2 separate regions of the Sus scrofa genome follow, and region 1 is linked to region 2. The links are chromatin contacts, called in public Hi-C maps. All regions are on one chromosome and are shown on one strand. The core of a region is the stretch at or near the end of the contact, and the rest is flanking DNA. Distances in the headings are between cores, read along the strand shown.

Evidence for each region. Hi-C and Micro-C count contacts between places; a contact is called where the count stands out from the background.
Region 1: a contact with region 2 is called in a Hi-C map of skeletal muscle, with 4 times the contacts expected there. The contact joins two enhancer-like sites. A contact is called at or near these places in 2 of 47 Hi-C or Micro-C datasets (embryonic fibroblasts and skeletal muscle) and 1 of 2 datasets of contacts at active chromatin or transcription factors (alveolar macrophages).

What each region holds. Positions count from the first base shown.
Region 1 is chr8:19,971,309-19,975,400 of Sscrofa11.1, reverse strand. The region is part of intron 1 of RBPJ (recombining binding protein suppressor of hairless); the gene reads right to left. Among named protein-coding and RNA genes, the nearest start is that of RBPJ, 40 kb to the right of the region's middle. Within about 2 kb of position 2,095, at least 15 of the 83 cell types and tissues checked have an H3K27ac peak or open chromatin away from gene starts, as enhancers often do. A contact at or near this core is called in skeletal muscle, where this site is marked.
Region 2 is chr8:19,821,946-19,826,060 of Sscrofa11.1, reverse strand. No RefSeq gene overlaps it. Among named protein-coding and RNA genes, the nearest start is that of RBPJ, 110 kb to the left of the region's middle. Within about 2 kb of position 2,085, at least 12 of the 83 cell types and tissues checked have an H3K27ac peak or open chromatin away from gene starts, as enhancers often do. A contact at or near this core is called in skeletal muscle, where this site is marked.

The DNA of each region.
Region 1 (4,092 bases), core at 846-3,345, 150 kb before region 2:
GGCTGCACCTTAAAACTCTAATTTTTTTTTTCTTTTTATGGCTGCACCTGACACGTATGGAAGTCCCTGGGCTGGGGGTCAAATCAGAGCTGGAGCTGCCGCCGCAGCCACAGCAACGCCAGGTCCAAATTACATCTGCGACCTACACCAAAGTTTGTGGCAATGCTAGATCCTTAACCCACTGAGCGAGGCCAGGGATAGAACCCGCAACCTCATGGATACGAGTTGGTTCTTAACCCACTGAGCCTCAAAGGAAACTCCCTGAACTTTTTATTTTTTTTAAGGAAAAGATGCCCACCTTGAGATCTAACAAATCTAATTATTATCCCACCCTAGTTTCACATTTTAAAGCTCATCTGTTTGTCGCTGACACCAGCTCCCAGAAGGGGACACCCCTCTAGATCTAGAAGAACCACGAGGAACTGGTTTGCAAAGCACCATCTGCTCACCATTTACTCGCTAAGGTTTTCCATTTCAGAATCAGACGTGGGCCACAGAATCCTCTGCCTTCTCCAAAGGGCTTAGAAAAGGCTCTGTCATTTCCACATTAAAACGGAGGGGTAGAAAGGGAGAGGGCTGCTTGAATGTAAACCTGGAAAAATCTGAATTGATCTACAGAATTCGGCAGGTGGGCAGCCCTGGAGCAGAAAAGCAAACCGTAGTCACCTGTGCAGCTGACATGCCATGGTTTTCAGGAGGGGTACAAAGATTTAAGGGACTTTTATGAAGATATTTAGCATAATCCTCCTTTTAAAAACTACCAGAGTTCAGAGGAAAAAAAATAAGACCCAAAAATGTTTTCTTGGCTATGTTTCTTATAGTGACTGTGAAAACCCATGAAGGAGGAAAACTGGCCAGCAATTTTTTTTGAGGGTATGAAAGCCTCTCATTTTTATAGTTTTGAAAATCCTTGGAGTTTAACTTTGAACTTTAACCAAGAAAAATTATATCTTATAAACAATGGCATTTGTTGATTGGATGGAGGACTAGATCAATATTGGTCTTGGCAACTTGTTTTGGCTGCAGTTGCCTACAGAAATATGCTGCTTGTGGTGTTAAAAAATTATGTCAGTTCCTCACCATGTGCCTCTTTTTCTTGGAGTTTTGCCTGAGCATTAGTTTCCAAAGATACTTCCAGAAGTTAACCTAGAGCCTGGCCTCAGCAGTGAAGGAAGTTACACATAAACTCTCGGAAAGCAGCCGCCACGGTGAGCTTCTGGGAGGAAGAGAGGAAGAAATCTCAAACTTTGGAGAAAGGAGATAACCCAGAGAAGTTCTGAATTCCAGGAGGATGGCCACATTCCTTCCCCCGCTAAAATTTTCACTTAGGCTCATCACACCGAGAGGGGAAACAAACCCCCACACTAAACAAAAATAAATCACTGTTGGTAAGTGCAAACCATTGCTTTGAAAGAAAATAACCATGTTGCAGACGCGCTGGAGCTGTCTACTTTAGAACATCTTAAATCTTTCCATTTTGGGTTGGGGGGAGAGTGGTGGTGGTGGTTGGGATGTTTAAGGAGGGAGGTAGTAAAGGTTTTGGCGTTTTATTTTAGGCTTTCATGTTACCAATTTATTTAGGACATAAGGCGCTATGCCACATGTTTACTTCTGCATATACTTATAAAGAAAATATGCATGTATTGACTCAACTCAGCAGACTGGGTTGGGTTATTTACCCTCATTCTTTGTAACTTTGGTCTGGATTTTCACTTTAAGTGTGATCCATAAAGCCTATGAAAGTGGGGCAACAAGAAAAATTAAATAGGAATCCCACATCATCACCCCCGAGCCTGGCAGCCTCTTTTGCCCTGTGGTCTGCACTGGGTTCTCCTGTCCTGGGAAGAGGGTGGGGTGATGTCTTTTAAGCTGACAGCTGGCAATGAAAAATGGCACAGGGCTGGAGCTGCTATCACGTCCCTGCTCCTTGTGGAGGATCAGTGAGCACCTGCCACTGCCTGGGAAAGACTGAGCCAAGAGCTGTCACTGAATGACCACTCCCACCCCCCCACCCCTGCCCAGGACCTGGTGGCTGACCCCGCCCTGTGCCCCTGAAAGCCAATGGGCGCTCTAGGTCCGCCTAAACCCCACCCCCATCTATCTGCCCTCAGAGACCTCTCCTTTGAGCCACGTGGCCCCTGGCGCCAAGGCGGGGAACCTTGGCTTGTCCCTTTGGGAAGGTGGCCAACTCTGCATTTGCCAGATTCTCATAGTTTTTTGACCCATGTCTGGGTGAAATGAGTGCAGGGGGCAGGATTATTTTCAGCCCAACTCAGGGATGTCGTGCCGGGCAAATACTAAGCCATAAAGCGAGGCTACTGTGAACATTTATTGAGCTCTTACTGTCAACCGTGCATTGTGCTAAACACTTTGCACGCTTTATTTTATTAAGTCATAACAACCGTTTTATGAGAGCAGCGCTATTTTCAAGATGAGAAAAGTGAGGCGGGGCATTTCACAGTCAGTAACAGCGCTGGGACTTCTCCGGGTACGTCTCACTGCGGAGCCTGTCACTTCTAATTTGGACCAACACGCAGCCCACTTTGCTTACATGCCACCTCTTTGCAAGGCCACATCTAAGAGGGTCCCCACCAGTTGCCCTCCCCCCAAAATACACTGGTGACCACACAGATGGCAAGGCTGCACCTACTTGCCCCCGCGGACCCGGCCGGCCGCCTTCCTTTGTGAATCACCTCCAGAACCCTCACAGCTTTACTAACCAGACCACACAGGGAACCCTTCCTAATGTCCCGTCTTCAAAGGTGCGCACTTCTCTCACGAGCATAAGAACCATTTCCTCAGCCAGAGTCAGTATTCCTTGAATGCAAGAACCGTATCTTCTATTACTTCTAAATTAAATAATAATAAATTACTGACTCTTAAGGTCGGAAATAATGCTTAGAGGTCACCTGCCCAATCCAGTCATTTGAAGGAGGTGGAGTGGAGGCCTAGGGAGGTTCAGGAGCATGGCCGAGGCCCCACAGCAAGAGACAGGCAGCCTGAGGACCAGAACCTCTGGCTGCTGACGGTCACGAGCAATAACTCCTCCTCTAGTTGATTTGAACTGACCTATTCAGGTAGTGTGGGGCAGAGAAGAGAGGCCACGAAAGAATTTCCAAAAGGCCAACCTCAGCGATCCCATTCCGGGCGCTGTCACCCCTCCCCCACCCCAAACTACACCTCAACGCGGGTGGTCGGCGATGCTTGTGAAGGAGAGGCGCCCCCTCCCCGGGGCGGTGCCTTAGAAGAAAAGTCAACGAAGCATCTTCCCTGGGGTGAAGCATCTTCCCACAGGCTCTGAGGACACAGCCGTGGGCCTGATCTAGCCCCTTTCCAAGCCCCTCGTGCAGCCAGACGCTCCCCAGTTCAGCTTCCATCTGCCAGCTGACTCAGCTCCGGTAAACATTCCCGGGCAAGAAACACTCACCGCACCCCAGGAGTGCTCCCCGCGGGGCTCCTGCCTGGCAGCCCAGCGCCCTGGATGTGCAATTCCAGTTCTGGATCCTTTGTTTTTCCCGGAGGCCAAGCCCAAGCCCAGGGTGGCGGGCAGGAGGACTCTGCAGGGAGCTGTGCACCTGGGGTCTCAGGGGTCAGGCCCCCCTTGCCTGGCCTGGCCACCTCCAGTGCCCTGAGACTGGGCTCAGCTGATCTCTGGTAGGGCAGGTCGCTGGGAGAAGTAGGATTGTGTGCAGAAAACTTTACAAGTTATAATGGGCCCAGATTTAGAAAATAATTCAATGAAAACTGTTGATTTCAGTCTCTCCCTTGCCAGAGGAAAATGACTTTATATCAAGAATAATAGATACATTCACTAAGCATGGACTTCCAGCTTGAAACTGTCCTTGATTGTATTAACTTCGTGTTATTTCATGTTTATTGTCCTGGCACATGGTAAGGATTAGTGCGTATTTGGTGAAGGAATGAATTTATTTTTTTCCTTTTTTTTTTTAGGGCCATATCTGTGGCATATGGAGGTTCCCAGGCTAGGGGTCAAATGGGAACGGCAGCTGCTGACCTACGCCACAGCCACAGCCACAGCAACGCCAGATCCGAGCCGAGTCTGTGACCTATACCACAGCTTGTGGCCAATGC
Region 2 (4,115 bases), core at 836-3,335:
CATCCTCATGAATACTTGCTGGATTCATTTTTCACTGCATCACAATGGGAACTCCCAAGTTTGGGCAGTTAGGAATAAAGCTGCTATAAACACGTGCACAGGTTTTTGTGTGGACGTAAGTTTTCCCCTCCCTTAGGGAAACGCCAAGGAGCACAACTGCTGGATTGTGTGATAAGAGTGTGTTTCACATCGTAAGAAACTGCCCAGTTCTCTGCCAAAGTGGCTGTACCGTTTTGCATTCCCACCAGCAAAGGTTGGGAGTTTGCTCCATTGCTCCACAGCCTCGCCAGCATTTGGTGTCAGTGTTTTGGATGTTGGTGGTTCTAATAGGTGTGCAATGACAATGTTTTAACTTGCATTTCCCAGATAATGACATGGTGTGCTGTGGAGCATCTCTTCATATGCTTGATTGCCATCTTCATATCTTCTTTGGTAAAGTGTCTCTGAAGGTCTTGAATCCATTTTTTGATGGGGTTGTTTTCTTATTTTCGAGTTCTAAGTGTTCTTTGTAAATTTTGCATTGCAGTCCTTTTCACGATGCCCTTTTGCAAGCATTTTCTTATTTTTATTTTTTTGTCTTTTTAGGGCCACGCCCATGGCATATGGAGGTTCGCAGGCTAGGGGTTGAAATGGAGCTGCAGCTGCCGGCCTATGCCACAGCCACAGCAAAGCCAGACCTGAGCCACCTCTGCGACCTACACCACAGCTCACGGCAACGCCAGATCCTGAACCCCCTGAGTGAGGCCACGGATCGAACCTGAGTCCTCATGGATACTAGTTAGATTTGTTTCCACTGAGCCACGATGGAAACTGCTTTTGCAAGTATTCTCTCCCAGTCTGTGATTTGTCTTCTCATTCTGTGTCTTTCATAGAATAGTTTTTAAATTTAATGGAGTTCAGCTTATCAATTATTTCTTTCAGGAGCATCCCTTTGGTCTTGCATCTAAAAAGCCATCACTATGCATTTGGCTTTACATTTTAAAAGGTATTTATAAAAACCACAAGAGAAATGTGAAGTTGGGGCTGCCCTGGACAGTCTGAGAAGTGCATGGGACAGGTGCCTATTGATCTCATCAGCATCGTTCTGCAACTTCCCAGGAGCCCTGATTCCCGTTGGTGGGCCCTGTATCTCCATGGAAGTTACACCACCCAGCTTTAGGAAGAGAACACGTGATCTAGCCAATCAATGAGCCCAGGCCTTGGCCACTGTGATTGGTTCCACTTTGGGCAAATGACCAAAGCCAGTGCAAGCAAAATGAAGTTCAGGGCTCTGATTTAGAAACTGGGGACAAAGGCATTCTCTTTTGCTCAGAGGCAGTATGGCTTATCTGTATGGGGAATGGAGTTGCTACAGCCACTTTTGCTACCTGGAAGATAGCCATGCTCAAAACAACCCACATCCAGAAGAGATCAGCACCGGGAAAATGTTAGAAAACAGAAAGGAGCCCTAATAAGATTCAGATCCCCTGGAACGAATTGTGCCTGGAGACTGTTCTCAGTCTGGACTTTGGGGTTACATGATCCAATAAATTTACTCTATCAGTTGGGGTCTAGTCAGGAAAAGAGAAACCACACCAGATATTTCAAAACACAGGGAGTTAATAAAAGAATTTGTTACACAAGGGAGAGATCAAAAAGAGGATGCTGAGGTAACTCAGAGATTAATAACTCCTGAGGTCAGCAGAAGAGGGGGTAGAGGGTAGTTCAGAGCTTGGGGCCTTGGAGGGGGTCTCATGAGACTGGTGCTGGGCTCGTGGAGGGGAATCTGCCCTGCTCACATTCAGACCCTTGAAGTTCTCAGATCACTGAGGAGGGGGAGAGACTTGATAGGTGCTTACATCCGCAAGGAGGTACCAGGGGTTGGTCTGATGCCCCAGAGCACACGGGCCGGGAGATGAGGAAGCCCCTCCCAAGGGGCCATGGCTGGTGGTCAGCTCCAGTCCCTCTGCAGGACGTGGTGAGGAGGCTCTGGGAGCAGCAAAAGGAGCTGGGAAGTGGAGCCCACTGTCTACTCTTGCTGGAGAGACACTACCAGGAACTGAAAGAAAGAAATGAAGCCCTTCTCCTTTTCTCCCACCTCCCGGTGTCCCTCTGGTGCCCCCTGTTGGCGGAATCTCATAGACAGTCTGTGAAAAGGGGGTGCCGGGGACCAGACCAGCATCACAGAGTGAAAAGGGTGAGCTGAAGGATGAGAGGAGAAAGGTAAAAAGCAGGCACAATGGTATAGCCAATTCGAATGGGGCTTTCTGCTGGTTGCAATCCTATTGATAAACCTGATTATCATAACCACTATAATTATAGTCTTATCCCATACTTCCCTGGGCTATAATCTGGAAATCATTTTGGTAATCCTAATTCTATGGCTTACTCTGTTGATTGCTGATGTGTTCCTGTCCATTCTCTCTGATGAGACGACCAAGCATGGGGAGGCCAGATACCAGGTTCACTCCAAGCTGCCCACTTCTCTTTCGGAAAAGCACATGGTAGATGGAAACTTCGAATCTAAGTATGTGTTTTTTGTTTTGTTTTATTTTGTGTTTGGCTGCACTTATGGCATGCAGAAATTCCCAGGCCAGGGATCTAACCCTCCCCACAGCAGGGACAATGTCGGATCCTTAATTGGCTGAGACACTAGGAAACTCCAGTGGATGGAAAATTGGAGATCCATTGCAAGAAGAAACTCTGAGGCTTCTTTGGGGGTTGGGAATTGGACTGGGGTGTATTTTGCCTGCAAGATACAGACCCCACCACCACCACCAAGTGATTCAACCATGAGAAAATCTATCATCTCCCATAGCGGGAACTCCAGGGAGGCAGCTTCGAGGAGGGTTAATTCATCAGCTCAACAATATCATCAAGAATACACGTTCTTTTCATCTTTCCTCTCTTGATCCTCATACTTGGTTCTTTGGCTAATGTCCCAACATGGTTATAACAGCCGCCTCGATTCCAACCATGTTATCCGGATAATGTCCAGTAGAAGAAGAGCTCCGTCTTTGTGCGCGTGTCTCTTGCATAGCAAGGGAGCCTTTGCCGGAAGCCTCCAACTGGATTTCCTGTCATGTCACAGGGTAGAACCAGGTCATGTGACCACACCTGAACTTATGACCAGCAAGGGGGCGAGGAACCCCGTGGTCGGTTCAGACCAACTAAAGTTCATTCTGGATCTGGGCTTTGGTATCTGTATCAGTCAGGATTTAACCCAGAACCACTAGAACCACTTTTCAAGGGTCCCACATCCATGTGGAATTGGATTTGCGGTCGGAATGGGACTTCTGCCACAGAGAAAGCATCAACCCATCTCTGCAGGACTGCGGTCCTCGCATGTGATGCTGCAGCTTCAAGGTCCGCAGTGCAGGAGGTGGGTGAGAGAAGATGGATGCAATGTGGGAAAAAGCAAGGACAAGCTGGACACCACAGGGATGGACGGAAACACATGCCATGGGTTCTCATGACCCTTGACCTTGATGTCCTATGAGAGAAGCAGGGCCCTTTGTGGCTGGCCTTGGAGAAGCCAAAGGAGGAGCGAGGCAAAGGTGAGGCAGCTTCGGGCCTGGCCACTACTCCCTGACAATGAGGTGAGTCTGATGCCCTCCCCTCTCCCCTGCCAACCTGCTGGGCTTGCCATCTGCCTCCAAATCCCAGGCAAAGATGTCTCTCAAGGCCCAGCTGGAAAGGGATTTAGGAAAGTTAACTTCAGGGTAGCCCAGCTGACCCACTATAAACACCAGGGTAACTGCCATTGAGGGACGGATCTTAAACAAAACTAGTATGTTTTTTTGTGGTTGTTTGTTTTGTTTTGTTGTTTCTTGTCTTTTTAGGGCTGCACCTGCGGCATATGGAAGTTCCCAGGCTAGAAGTCGAATAGGAGCGACAGCTGCCGGCCTATACTACAGCCACAGCAACGCCAGATCTGAGCCGCATCTGCGACCTACGCCACAGTTCATGGCAACGCTGGAGCCTTAACCCACTGAGTGAGGCCAGGGATCGAACCTGCGTCCTCATGGATCCTAGTCAGATTCATTTCCACTGAGCCACGACGGGAACTCCTCACACTGGGATGTTATAAGCAAAGAAGATGAGAGAAGAGATCAGGGGGGAGGCCGCCAAAGGAT